2 separate regions of the Mus musculus genome follow, and region 1 is linked to region 2. Evidence: chromatin contacts called from public HiChIP or PLAC-seq data. All regions are on one chromosome and are shown on one strand. The core of a region is the stretch at or near the end of the contact, and the rest is flanking DNA. Distances in the headings are between cores, read along the strand shown.

Region 1 (7,308 bases), core at 3,345-5,844, 740 kb after region 2:
ATTTCTTCCTGCCGTCTCTCTTGCTCCTGTGTGGCTAAGAGAAAGTGAGTGGAAGCACTGAGCGCCAATTCCCAGGCCTTGGCAGAAGGTGATGTTTCTGACACCTTCTGTCTATGATGCTTTGGGATAGCCTTCCAATCAGGGAGGGATCATAGAATGTTGAAGGTGAAGAGGCACAGCATCCCAAAGAATAACAAGACAAATAAGGAGGGGGCCTGAGTTCTTCAACCTCCGCCTGGATCCCCAGTCCCTCTGATTAGCTCTCATCGCATGTCTTCACAGTAGAAGGAGATGCATTTTTTTCCTCTAGTTTGAACGAGTCTTATCTGTCCTACTTTGAAGCAGCCAAGCCCAAATTCTAATTCATACAGAGGGAGTGAAGAGAATTTAGAAACAGAAGAAAGTCTGGAAATAAGAACATGACAGTAAATGGCGAAACCACCAACCAGCCAGGAGAGCCAGAGTCAGAGTCAGATTTTACATATTTGCTTGTTTTAAAGTGTTCAGAAACAAAAAGGAGAGGTATGAAAACCAAAGCCAGGGAATAAAAGAAACATACAGCTGTCCTCTCTTTTATCAGGTTTCTGGGAAGGCTGTGGGTGGCAGAAGAACAGGAGGGAAGAAGAATCCCCAGCTGTTATCAGGGTCCTTAAAAGTCAAGCCCAGCCCTGTGCTAGAAGCTAAGATGCCAGTTACTCAAAGCAGGTTCTTGGGATTTAACCATTGGTCCATGAGGGGCCTCCACACATGCAAAACCTCTGTGAAGCCTAGATCAGAGCCCATCTCTCCCCATGAAGAGGATGGGGCCTTCATTGGCTACTTGTTGTGGTTTCTAGCCTTCCACTTTCCTCACAAGGATAATAAGCCACACATTGCCAACAACGTGTGCTGACTTCCAGTATCTTCTGCGAGGATAATCCTTTGAAGCATTCATTTCCAGAGTCCTCTGGACAGGACATTGCCTGTTGTTTACATAAAAACAAATACAACTACTAGGAATTAAGAAACCCATATGCTAATTACCCTCCCATGCAATACCTTCCCACAGCCAGCTCTTCTGTGAGTAAACACCACCGCCTGCCTTCCAGGGCTTGGCAGAGCCCCAGTCCCACAGGAGTCCCACACACAGAGCTCTCAAGCTGGCTGTCAGAGCTCTGCAGCTAAACCGCACTTTACTGGTGCAATGATTGTTGATGTGGTGTTTTAGAAGTGACGCGCAGATCAATGGGGGAGTAAATTAGCCATGGTTAGTGAATAATGGGAAGTGGGGGTGGGGTGGGGAAGGAAGGAGACAGCAGACCATTTGAATCACAGAATACAGAAAGTTAAAAGCCAACACATTAGGAAGAATAAATTCAAATATCTGATCCAAAGTTTCCATCACTTCGGTTGTATTTTACATTCTTTAGTTTATTCAGGGTCTCCTGTGGTCCAGGCTGGCCTCAGGCGCCTCATGTAGCTGGTGACAATTGTTGAGCTTCTGATCCTCTCACTTCTATCTCTCAAATGCAGGGATTACCTGGACGAACCACCAGTCTTGTGTTTATGCAGGGGTGTTTGCAGTGTAGGCAAGCACTCTACCAACTCTCCATCTCCAATCCCTTGTAAGTCATTCTCACAAGGAGCATTAGTCAGATAACTCCTTCTATAGAGCTGCAGGAAAGCCAGTCTGGAATTCTCATGAATTTTCCTTTCTTGTGAATTCTGGATTCTTCTGAAGATGCTTGCACATCAGACAAGCCTGTCCCAGCTGTCCCCTGCCACAGTAGTCAGCCATCTTTCTTGTCCTTAACAACTGTTCCTCTCCAGTGGGGTTCCTTCTGGTCAGCTCATAGCTAGTTACCTAGGGATAGCAATATTGTCTTTTTCCCACCTATTTCTTATCCTCAAGAATGAATACAAGTTTACAAGGACTAATGATGCTATGTGAAGGGATGGTTAAAGGAAAATACCAGTGGTTCTTAACCTTCAGTTCTTGACCCCTTTGGGGATACAGCGACCCTTTCATGGGGACCACCTTAGACCATCAGAAAACACAAATAGTTACATTGCAATCCATACCAGTAGCAAAATTACAGCTATGAAGTAGCAATGAAAATAATGTTATGGTTGGAGTCACCACAACATTAGAAATAGTATTAAAGGGTCACAACATTAGGAACATTAAGAACTATTGGAATAGGCAAAAAGAAAATCAACAGGCTACTCATTAATAGCCATCCAAGGGGCCACAGACCAGGCTGCTTCTCAAATGAGAAGAATAGCTAATATGTTATACTTCCAGGCCACTAGGTTACAGTTGATAAAAGAAAGGAGATCTTATTTTACTCTAACTGAAGTTTAGGGAGCTCAAGGTCCCTGAGCATCTCCATTAGAATACAACTTCCTCTTTGTCATTCCTCATTGGTTGGAGATCCTGGGCAACATCACTCAGAGATACAGCTTTGGCTTCAAGAAGGCTTATGTCCACATCGTCAGGCAAAGTCTCTTAGTGCCTCATTGCCCTAGAGCTGATTCGGCTTTATCTTGTGCACAATAATATATGGAATTAGAAATCAAAACCAGAGCTAAACAGAAACTGAAGACAGCTTAGGAAGAGAAACTATCTCCCTCCATCCGTTTTCCCTTTATTCTGAGGCGTCAGAAATATTGGGAAGAAGTAAAAGCTTGGAAAAAGAAAATCCACTAGAGATCCCGGAGGATCTAACAGTGCCCTCACCTCACATCCAATTCAAAGTTAAAACAATCTCAACCTGTAGTGTAAGTCCAACCTGAAGGATTTCAACTTGAAGAGGATTTGGGTTCTTTTTCTTAACAAATTTTCTCTTTTTTTTTCTTTTATTGGATATTTTCTTTATTTATACTTCAAATGTTATCCCCTTTCCAGGTCTCCCCTCTGGAAACCCCCATCCCCTCGCCCTCCCATCCCCACTCCCACCCCCACCTCTATGAGGGTGCTCCCCTACCCACCCACCCACCCACTCCCACCTTCCTGCCCTGGAATTCCCCTATACTGGGGCATCGAACCCCCACAGGACTAAGGGCAGCTCCTCTCACTGATGTCCAACAAGGCCATCCTCTGCCACGTATGTGGCTAGAGCCATGGGTCTCTCCATGTGTACTCTTTAGTTAGTGGTCCAGTCTCTGGGAGCTCCGAGGGTGGGGAGAAGAGTGGGTCTAGACGGTTGACACTGTTGCTCCCCCCAGAGGGCTGCAATCCCCCTCAATTCAACTTCTTTCATAAAACGCTTACATTTTCAGGCTATCCTGTGTGTTTCCATGTGCAGTCAGATTACAGAGAAGCCCCATATTGGGTCTAGTGTCAGAACCCTCAGTGCCTCATGGGTGGCTATGTCCAAGAGCCTTGCAAACATTCGCCTCTGCTTAGAGATCAACCAAAGTTTCCACATTCCACAGACATTGTCTATACCCTAAGATAATCCTACTGGAATATTACTGAGGGTAATAAAATCTTTTCTGGTTTTGGGTTTGGTTTTGTTTTTTTTTTTTTTTTTTTTTGCTCAACAAACAAGATTTTGCTCCACCTGGATTACTTTAGAACAAATCCCAGCTCCTTCATTCTGCGGGTCGCGGGTCGTCTTTATTTTCTACAGTCTTTAAACCTGGAGGCAAGCCAGGTATGGTAGTGCATACCTTTAATCCCAGCACTTGGGAGGCAGAGGCAGAGGCAGGCGGATTTCTGAGTTCCAGGCCAGCCTGGTCTACAAAGTGAGTTCCAGGACAGCCAGGGCTATGCAGAGAAACCCTGTCTCAAAAACAAAAACAAACAAACAAAACAAAACAAAAACCTGGAGGCAAAAAGGAAGTCTCACGCAACACACTTATCCAACAGTACTGAACATCTATAGTGGGTTCAACAGTGTACCCCTAAAATTCAAGCCCCGCCCCAGGACCTCAAAATGTGTCTTTATTTAGAACTACGATCTCTGCAGATGTGATTAGTTAAAATGATACCATATTTAAGTTGGCTGGTTCCAATAACTGATTATTATATAAGGGAAAGTCAGACGAAGGGGTCTCTAGTGGATACAATTTTTGGAGTGACACAGCCATAAGCTAAGGAATTGAAGCTCTTATTCTCAGGAATGGCCAATGCATAGAGAAAAAAATCGGGTAGACTGGGCCCATGTCTACCGAAGGAAGCCAGCCTTGCTGAGAGCCTCGTAGCTGTGCTCTGATCATCCGAACAGTAACAGGGAAATCTCTGCTAATTGAAGCCACACAGTTTATGCTGATTTGTTTGGGTGGCCACAAGAAGCTAACACGTTCTTCAGTCAGGGCTTCAGATGTAACAGCACAAATGACCAAGAGCTCTCCTAGCTTGCTGTTTTCATGGAGAAGACAGAGCCATAACAAAATAAATGAACGTCTTCTTCAGAATTCGATCAATTCAATGAGCATGAGTGAAAAGCCAGAAACCTGTGAAAGTGTCCATTGTAGGTATCACCTCACATGGGTAGCCGTCAATCTGCCCCTAACTCTCCCTTCTACCGGGCCCCTAACACTGCGAGACCCTGTTGATTCTCAGACCAGCTTTTGTCTCTGCTTCCTCCTTCCATACGGTGGTCCCTTGAAGTTTGCCTTCCCCTGCTCTAATCCACAAAAGTATCTTTTCCTTCACATGTTTCCCAGCTTGAGAGTGCACAAGCTGAAGAATGCTTTTATCCCACCCCCACCCAGTTTGGACATGATGGATGGCGGTGTATTTCCTCACCGTACTAAAGAGCAGATCCGATCTGACTTAATTACAGCTGGAGCTCTGTAAACAGCCGCTCGTTACTGCCGAGCCCTGCGGTTTTCCAAGAGAACACCACAAATGACAGGAAGCTGCGAGGGGAAAACAGTCCCGGCTGCCTGTGGCATGTTCCTTGTGAATACAGATACTTCCATTCATCAATGAGGACCTTCTTAAAATCTGGGCCGCCAGCAGGAGAATGGTCTAGAAAAGCGCAGCAGAGGTCTGCGGCTTCCGTGTTGTAATGCGGAGGTGGTCTCTGGGGATGAATCTGAGATTCTCTGAGGAACAGCCAGGCACTGAGAAGATTTAGGGGCCGCCCCTGCCTCCACCACCCATCATGACATGCAGGTGTCAGTGATTTCACCTCAAGGGCTGGCCTCCAAAGGGAGGGGGAAAAATTCCACCCAACAGTGCATGCTTTCACGAGATGAAGGATGCTACCCCACCATCTGACAGACCAAAAGCTGTGGGAGAATGCAGAGTGCATAGAGGACTCCTCCTTCTCCTCAGTGGACATGTGTGCACCAAGAGCTGGGGGAGGCAGAAGGAGTGGAACTCAGACAAGAGCCCGGGATATCTCCAATACTCTGCATGGAAGTAGGTCCGTTGGTAAAATGCAGATCCTGGGTCACTAGACCTGGACAGGAGCTAGAATAACACACTCCGAAGGAGCTCACAGTGAGACCAGTATCACAGGCTCTAGAAGCCAGGAAGGAAGAGGATCAGTGATGGAGTATGGGGGAGAGTCCTGCCCAGGACACTCAATGTTCAGGAGCCTGTGTAACATACAATGCTGCATTATGAGACCTCTGCTTCCATGAAATCTTCGAACACAACCAGAGATAAACTACATTATGCATTAGCTGCAGTTTATCATCCAAAAGTGCAAAAATATTCCTACCTAATAGAAACCCAGTCAAAGTCCCATACCCCACTGCCTTTGTTTGGTACCTGAGATCACTGAACAAAATTCATTTCGCCTGCCTTCTACTCTGAATCCTCTGGTATATAAATCTTCATAACTTCTACCCCATTCAGCAAAGCCAGTTCCGTTCCTTATGTCTGTTATGTTTTACATTTTATTTCCTGATTCTATGAATTAGTAAAAGCTTATATCCTCTCTCAGTGTCTGGCTGGCAGTGGAACCTCAGGGCACCTAGGACTCATTCATTCAGGTTAATTATATTGTAATTAAATGGAAGGATCCTTTGCTTTTTAATGATGAATAATATATATAATATATGTGGATAATAGTATATACATAAATTATATATAATATATACAAATAACATTATGAATAATCTATATGAATGTATACTTACACATATACCATCATTTCTTTTTCATCAAAATATTTTATTTTTAAATTCTTTTCATTGTTGAGAATTCCATAGTGCGTGTGTGTTTTGATCACATACTCCAATCCATTCCTCTCCAATTCCTCCCCTAACCTTCCTGTTACTTTTCCCTCCCAACTTAGCCACTGAACCCACTTAGTGCTACCTGTATGTCCATGGATTTAGGAACATATCCTGAAGCATGAGTGGCCTCCTTAGGAAAACATCCCTGAATAAACAGATTCTTGATTCCCCATCAGGCATCAGTTGCCGCCAATAGTCCCTCAGCCAGGGGTGGGGATTTATGAGCCCTTCTTCCATGCAGGGATTTAAGATCTCACACTGGTCCTGAGCAGGACTCACAGCCACTGTGACCTCATCTATGCATCACTGCTGTCTTGTCTGGGGATGCTGTCTCTACTAAATCTCCATTTTTATAATTTCTTCATCCCCTCTTCAACAACCACTAACATCTCTCTCTCTCTCTCTCTCTCTCTCTCTCTCTCTCTCTCTCTCTCTCTCTCTCTCTCTCTTTCGTGTGTGTATGTGGTAGGGGGTAATATCCATGTCCTGTTTAGAGATGAGTACTTCACAGTCTCTCTGCACATTGGCCCTTTATGAGTCTCAATGCTAATCACCAGCTACTGAAAAACAGAAATTTCTCTGATGAGGGTAGAAATATTAACTAATTAATGAGTGTAAGGGTAAGGTCTCTGGGGCAGTTCATTTCTATGTCAACCGTCTTTAATTGTTTGTTAATAGACACTCAAGTTGTTTCTATAACTTGGCTGCTGAAAAACAAAACAAAACACCATGAACGTAAGAGTCAAAGCAGCACCCCAATGTTTGATCATTTAATTCCTTTTGGTATGCCCCATGAGAGCAATTCCTGGGTTTTATAAAAATTTTATTTTTAATTTCACTTGAAAGTACCATGCAGTTTTCAAAAACTGACTGTACCAATTTACATCGCCACCAAGAGTGCACCAGGGTTCCTGCCCCCTCTTCCAAATATGGCCAGTGTTTGTTTTGTATATGTACAAGAAGGAGACATCCTAACTCAATATGCATGTACAATTGATCTGTGCCATTTTTATATCTGTCTGTGTTTGGAGAAATGTCTATCTAGGTGTTTTGCACACGCTTTAATCAGGTTATTCGGGGTGTTTGGGGTACTAAAGTGGGAGTCACTTATTCATGGAAGGTGTTTAC
Region 2 (6,890 bases), core at 2,661-5,160:
CCTTGGGCACCAATGGTCCTGTCTTTGCTACTTGGCTGTACAGCTTAACCTGCAACTGTGTCATTGGAGGGAAAAGAAGAAGAGCTGAATTAGATGACTGGCTCAGACTCAAACAACCTAAGGTATCCTGGTTATCTCTCTAGGGTGGTTTTATCAGCACAATAAACCTGACTGTTTGCTTTGAAGGGTGGGATTTTTTTTTGACTGTAGGCCTTTGATTCTGTTTTGTAGCACTTGGTACACAACAGCCCCGTACTAAGTTCTAGAAGCATAAAACGAACTCCCAAACGTGTGGGGTCTTGAAGATGATCTGTAGTCTAGTTTAAGAAACTAAGCACCAAATTGTTCTTCTTAAAGGACACAACAAAAGGAAACCCACCACAGCTTCAAAACATGCCTTCAAAGACCCCCTTCCTCTTCCCACTGGGAGGTGCCCCTGGCAGGGGCAACTGAGAGTGAAAGTCCTGCCTTACTCTCCTGCATATTCCAAGTAAGGTTACCCGCCACACAGGACATCTGGCTGCTCTTCAACACTATGCTGGAGTCAACAACAAAGAGACCATCAGTAGGGACTCCAAGCAGCCAGTGCATGCCTCATCTGGGGCAGGAGCCCAGGTACCATTGACTGTACCTGTAGGCGAGGTCCTGGGAGAGACCTGCCTACGGAGACCTTTTTAGATTCTCAACCATAAAGCTGAGAACAAAAATGAAAGCACAGGCCTAAGCTGCTGGTTTGGGGGTAATTAATTATGTATTAACAGTGACTATAGTGATGTCTTCACCAACATTATTCTTACAAGAACCAAGAATTAAAGATATAATGGTAACACATTATCACGAGATTTTTTTATGTGTACAGCCCACTCCAGAAATGATAAATATAGATTAGATAGATACATACAGATAGAAAATCATTCAGCTGTCCTAAAATTTCCAAACATAGAATTATGCCATGCTCTAAAACTTAAAAATGTAACTTTGAAACATGGTTTAAAGTTCTTCAAACCAGAAATGCACATGCGAGATATGAGTATTAGGAAAAAAAAATCATCTGACTTAATAATGTAAAAAGAAAAAAGCCCTTAAATTACAGTTACTTTTCTATTTTACACTATTGGTGTGCTCTCAGATGACTGGACATTTGTTTCTGTTAGAAAAAAAAAGTCACGCTGAGTCTTCTCTTACTCTAACCACACTGAGGCACATTCTGGTCTGGTGATCAGAGGAAAACTAACTTGAAGATAAGAACAGGCTTTCGCCTCCTACCCCCGTGCTCCATCCTGTGGCATGTGATTCTTCCATTATATGTTCATAAATCCATTCTGTCTTTTATTTTTTTAATCTTAACACAGGTATTTTTAATGTGATCAAGATTCAAAGACTCTAACTCAAGTGGAGGTGAACCCCTGACCCAGCCCCTTCTTAGAATGACAGCTTTAGCCGGGTGGGGGTGGGGCAGAAACAGGCAGATCTTGGAGTTCGAGGCTAGCTTGGTCTATAGAGTGAATTCCAGGACAGCCAGGACTACACAGTGAAACCCTGTCTTGAAACAATAACAAAACAAACTAAGTCATACAGCTGCATGACTGGACAGGCTGTCGTCTACTGATCTAGGTTCCAGTCACTGCAGACAATTTAAGGTCCTACCTGGGGACAGAACTAAGCTTGCCCCTTCATTTTGACTTCTTTATTTGAAGAGCTGGAATTATGTTTCTGCCTGACCTTAGGAGTCATTGGGTAGGTTTGCAAAGGAAGCAAAAGGTTTTAGGATGAAGAGTCTGAGAGTTAAATACCAAACTGTCTTTGCAAATATGTAAGCTTTCAAATTTAATTAAAATTAAATTTGCTTTCCAAAAAAATTAATTTAATAATTTGCATCCACTCTGGCTGCATTTGCCTTTGTCGCTTGTCTGCATTCCGCTTTCTGAACAGAGCATTCACACTGTGAGTGAGGAAATGTCTAGGGGTGAGTGTGTCTATGGGGCTGGGTAAGCTCAAACCTTGTGCAAGATCCTTGTGGGTTTGAAATCAGTTAATGGGAGTGGGGAAACACTTGTTTCATGACTGCCTGAAGTACAGGTGGATGTAAAATCCACATGAGAAAGAGAGAGGTGCCATTTAAATAGCAAGTTCATGCCATGCTTCTTTTACATGGTGGATCCACTCTGAATTGGAACATGTTGAAAATGTCTAAGTGTGTCCTTGGCAAAATCTTTTGGAAATTTCCCTATGACAGAAGAAGAAGAAGAAGGCATGTCTGCATCTAATAGTGTTAGTGCTGGGTCCCAACTTGGCTAGGAAGAAAGGACCCTTCAAGCTACAGTTATGTTTCTAAGCCAGCTGTGGAAGGAAAGTCTCCCTGTTGGCAAAGTCTCAGGCTTCTCCCTTTGCTCCAACGTTCTCTCTGGTGCGAGACCTTCCGATCGTCTTCCTGTGAATTGTGTGTCTTGTTTTCTGGTCTCCCATTCATTAGGCGTTCAATCCCCTCCATTCTTACAGCCTCGGTGCAGTTCTCACATGACTTGTGCACATCTCATCTTCCCATCAGACAGTGAGCCCCCCTACCCAGGGAGACCTCCAAGACTGCAGATTCTCTTCTCTTCCTTCACAGCCAGTACCAGCTCTAGGTGGACCAGGTGCTCCAAATGCACTGCCGGTGGTCCTCCTGCTTTGTCAATGTCCCTTCCGAGATCTGCCCCTTTGTGACTTTCACTGCATCCTTCTGCATTTCGACTCGAAAGCTCTTCACTGTGGAATAAAGACTCTGTCGGCTGGTGCAAGGTGCCAGCGGACAGCATATGCCTGTGTGAATTGAATCATTTCTCCAGCACTCTGGTTTCCAGCTTTGTCTCTCATTTGCATGGTGTGTCCCATGTTCGTTTCATTTCCCTTCGGATTACATATGCAGGTGAGAAGGTGTCATTTCACCGCTGTATCTGTACTTTCCAAATGCTGTGCGGAAACCCGCTATGATTCTGCAGTTATTCTGAAGACAGTGGTGTGTTTCCAGGGCAGATACATTTCCTGACGTTGATAGCTATGAGTAGTTCATTCTAGGTTTTAAGTCCAACCTGGTATAAGCAAACTCTATTCAGGAGGTTTTTTATTTTCTTGTGTGAAGCATAACTCTACTCATTATGAATTATTGTTTTAAGAATACTAATGGCATAGGGATTGGTCACCAGAAACCAGAAGAGCATGATACAAAGACGTTTCACTTAGGAAAGTTAACTTTTTTCCTTTTTCAGTGTATGTTTAAAGATTTAAAATAACTGCATAAAAATATAAGCACATCCTAACTTAACGGCGCAAACTTTAAAAAGAAAAGCTCTGTCACAGATTGTTGCTTGGAAAGGCAGAGTGCAAAGGGCCTTTTTTTCATTGCAATATTTTCAAGTGAAAACGTTCTAACTCACTAGCAGAGAGAGTGACTGCTGGATTTTAAAGGCATATATATGGTCACGCTTGGTGCTAGGGATGGATAAATGCTGCAGCTAGCTATCCATCAGCGAGCTTAGCCAGTGGGCCACACTTCCCATCCATCCTTCTCCCTTCCCCGCAGCCCTTTAAGAGAATCCCAGAATCCTTTCATTCATTCGCATCTGCTTTATTTCATACAGTGTGGGGATTCTCCTTTGGGAGACCTTACAAATCCCCGAACGTTTTACACATCCGCAAATAGAGTAAGGCTTCTCCAATACATTCCCTTCAATCCTACCAGGAACAAAATCCCACTGGTCTCCATAGCAGACATCTATCACACGCACACACACACACACACACACACACACACACACACACACACACACACACACACACACAACACACACACACACAGCAAGCCAAAGGCGATGCTATTTACTCAACTTCCTTCTGCGCGGCCAGTCAGGGAACAGGCTGCAGCATTCAGGATAAAGCCGGCCCTGGCCGGCCCTGGCAGCCCGAAAGCCACCCCATTGTGATTCAAGATTCGGGGTGTAAACAAATGCAGCGTTAACAATCAGCAGTTTGCATTTAATGCTTTATAGCCGTGACTGCGCTGGGAAGAACACAGTAGTGTCTTCTTCGCTGGAACTGCAGTCGGGGCTTTATTTAGTTTTTGGGCAAGCGGCACCGGCAGCTGCAGGCGCTCAATGGGCGCTTTCTAGTCGGCGTGGGCCGCGGGCGCGTTGCCGGGAGCCGAGGGTCCGCCGGGCGGGCGGCGGGGGCAGGAGGAAGCGGCCGCCGAGCCTGCATCCCGTCTCCGTGACAGGTGCTGAGGAACAAGAAGAGAAAGGAGCCCTCCTACCCGTCCCCTCCGCCCCCCCCCCCCCCAGCCTGGGGCTGGGATCTGACACTGTCTAACTGTCCTGGGTTATTGTTATTATTGTATTATTATTTATTTATTAATTATTGCATTCTTGTTTCAAGAACAGAGAGCATTGGCGAGCACAGATGTACCCTGTGGCGTGGCCTTTCTCTGCTTGGCCAGTGATGCCCTGACTTTGCTTAATGACCAAGACTTGCTTAGATACAAACCAGAGGCTGCTGTTGGCAGAGTGCCTTCTAGATGCTTCGTGTAGTTAAATTAGGAAACATGCCGAGGAAAGAGCTGCGAGCCATGTTTCCTGTGGACCAAAGGGGATTATCTTCTCCTGATTGGGAAAGATAACTGTGTTTATTATCAAACATCGTTTACCGAGAACTTTGAGGTGCCAGGCACTGAATTTGTACTCGTTCCCTCGGTAGGTACAGCCCTTCAAAGTTTGATTGTGGCCTTTATGTTCTTTCTCTTTTAAAAGAGAAAATAACGTTTCAGAGACGTTAATCGTCCAACTTTTTACACTGCTTATAAATGTTACAGAAAGAAACCCAATCTTAGTAGGAGTATAAAAGTAACAGTCACTTTGTACGGGAAAGCTCTTAGTTAATGCCATACAGAGCCCATATTGATGCTACTTAGATGGCTGTGGCCCTAGCAGGTGACCTACCATGGGAACGCAGACTAAATTTATGATTCAGATACAAGGCACTGATCACTCTTTTCATTACAGAGGATAGTACAATTCTGGAAAATTATGCGTGCGAAAAAACCTCCTTTTCCAGTAAATATTTCTCGGCCTGGGCTTGTGAGCTTGGATGAAATGCTCCACTGCTAATAGGCCATATGATCTTACAAAGTTTTGGAAAAGATTTTTTTCAACAACAATTTGATATTTAAAGAAAAATAAAATAGTACAAAGAGCTTTTATAAACTGTCTTCCTGGTCCCTTATTCCTAACATTGTCCTTAAGGTACATCAGTCATGTATGTTTGTTATAATTTAAAAATTAATATTGATATACTAACCAAAGGCAGACAATAGTTTATTAAGATTTCCTTAGGGTTTTGTTTGTCTTTATTGGTGGGTGGGCTGGTTTGTTTGAGATAGGGTCTCATTCTGTAGATTAGGCTAGCCTGGGACTCACTTAACAAACTCACTGGGCAACAGCCCAGGTTGGCTTTGAACTCTTGGCGATCCTGAATCTGTCTCCTAAATGCTGGGAATGTAGTTTTGAACCACAAGCTCCCTCTACCTGTGATTCCCATGATACATTTATTTCTTGTCTATTCTCGGCTGTACTGGCTCTAAGAGTTCTGAAAGCTTTCCAGTTTCAGTGACCTTGACAGTCTTAAGGAGCCCTGGTAACTGACTCGTTAGTGGTAAGAGGACGCCCCTACTGGGATTTGTCTAATTTCCTTTCTCTCTCTCTCTCTCTCTCTCTCTCTCTCTCTCTCTCTCTCTCTCTCTCTCTCTCTCTCTCTCTCCCTCTGTTCCTCCCTCCCTCTCTCCTTTCCTTCTCTCTCTCTCCCCCTCCCTCCCTCCCTTCTCTCTCTCTCTCTTTCTCTTTCTTTCACGATTAGAGCAGATGTAATAGATTTGGGGGAGGAGGACCACAGAGGTACAATGTCAGCTTTTCATTACAGGTCTGTTGACAGTTGAACATGATTTATGACTGTTGATGTTGACCATGACCTCCTGGCTGAAGAGCTGGTTAGGTTTCTCTCTAGCATCATTCTATCCTCACACTGTGGCCTTCTTAGTAGGGAGACACAGTCACTCTCACAATGGTCTTCCTGATCCCGGTGATTCATTTTTCTCAGAATAACTTATTTAATACCACTTATGCTCATCAGTCGTTGTTCCATCTCTACTTCAAGTCTTCAAGTTACAGTCAACAACATGTCACCTTTGAAAGCTCAGAGAGAGAGAGCATATGGCCCTTTGACAGATGGATTGTCAAAACCAGATGAAAGATATGTGTGTGTTATAATATATAAATATATATATAACATAATATATAACTAACCATGTGTGTGTGTGTGTGTGTTTATTCCACAAGTTCACACTAGTGCTTCCATACACATTGGAAAAGCCAGAGGCTAGCCTGTATGAAGCTAGGTGTCTGTGAAGGCTATGTGGAGTCCTTGCTCCATAAGAAACTTTGCAGTGATGCCTGAGACCCTGAGAAGACACATGCTGTTACCCTGCTTCCCCTGGCATGCCCCACCTCTATGCTCAACTCTCTGTTGCTAATCTAGGACTCCCAGCACAGGAGCCACTCTAGGCCACCCTGTCTTCTGGACATCCAGTTCTGAGAATCCCTTTCTCCCTCCCCAATCCTGTTGCAGCTCTAAAGTTCAAGGAACTCTTGGTGAAATTGGCCCTATCCTTCCACCTTCTGGGCAGGTGTACCAACCCTGTCCTGAGAGTAGCCAGAGTAGGCAATAACCGTAGAGCATGCTGGCCACCTTGATCCTCTGAATCTGTCTCCACCCAGGCACAGCAGGCACAGCAGGGTACCAGCTAAGCACAAAATTGGATGTGTGCATCCTGGGCTCTGCCTGCATCCTGAGGTTGTTCACAGATC

What was found. HiChIP or PLAC-seq counts read pairs in DNA pulled down with a chosen protein or histone mark.
Region 1: an H3K27ac HiChIP or PLAC-seq map of oligodendrocyte precursor cells shows a contact between it and region 2, with 13 times the contacts expected there. The contact joins two enhancer-like sites. A contact is called at or near these places in 5 of 115 datasets of contacts at active chromatin or transcription factors (embryonic forebrain, forebrain, neural progenitor cells and 2 more).

Annotation. Positions count from the first base shown.
Region 1 is chr13:102,532,872-102,540,179 of GRCm38.p6, forward strand. No RefSeq gene overlaps it. Among named protein-coding and RNA genes, the nearest start is that of Gm29870, 53 kb to the left of the region's middle. Within about 2 kb of position 4,595, at least 49 of the 459 cell types and tissues checked have an H3K27ac peak or open chromatin away from gene starts, as enhancers often do. A contact at or near this core is called in forebrain, neural progenitor cells, neural tube and 1 more, where this site is marked.
Region 2 is chr13:101,797,526-101,804,415 of GRCm38.p6, forward strand. No RefSeq gene overlaps it. Among named protein-coding and RNA genes, the nearest start is that of Pik3r1, 33 kb to the left of the region's middle. Within about 2 kb of position 3,911, at least 186 of the 459 cell types and tissues checked have an H3K27ac peak or open chromatin away from gene starts, as enhancers often do. A contact at or near this core is called in forebrain, neural progenitor cells, neural tube and 1 more, where this site is marked.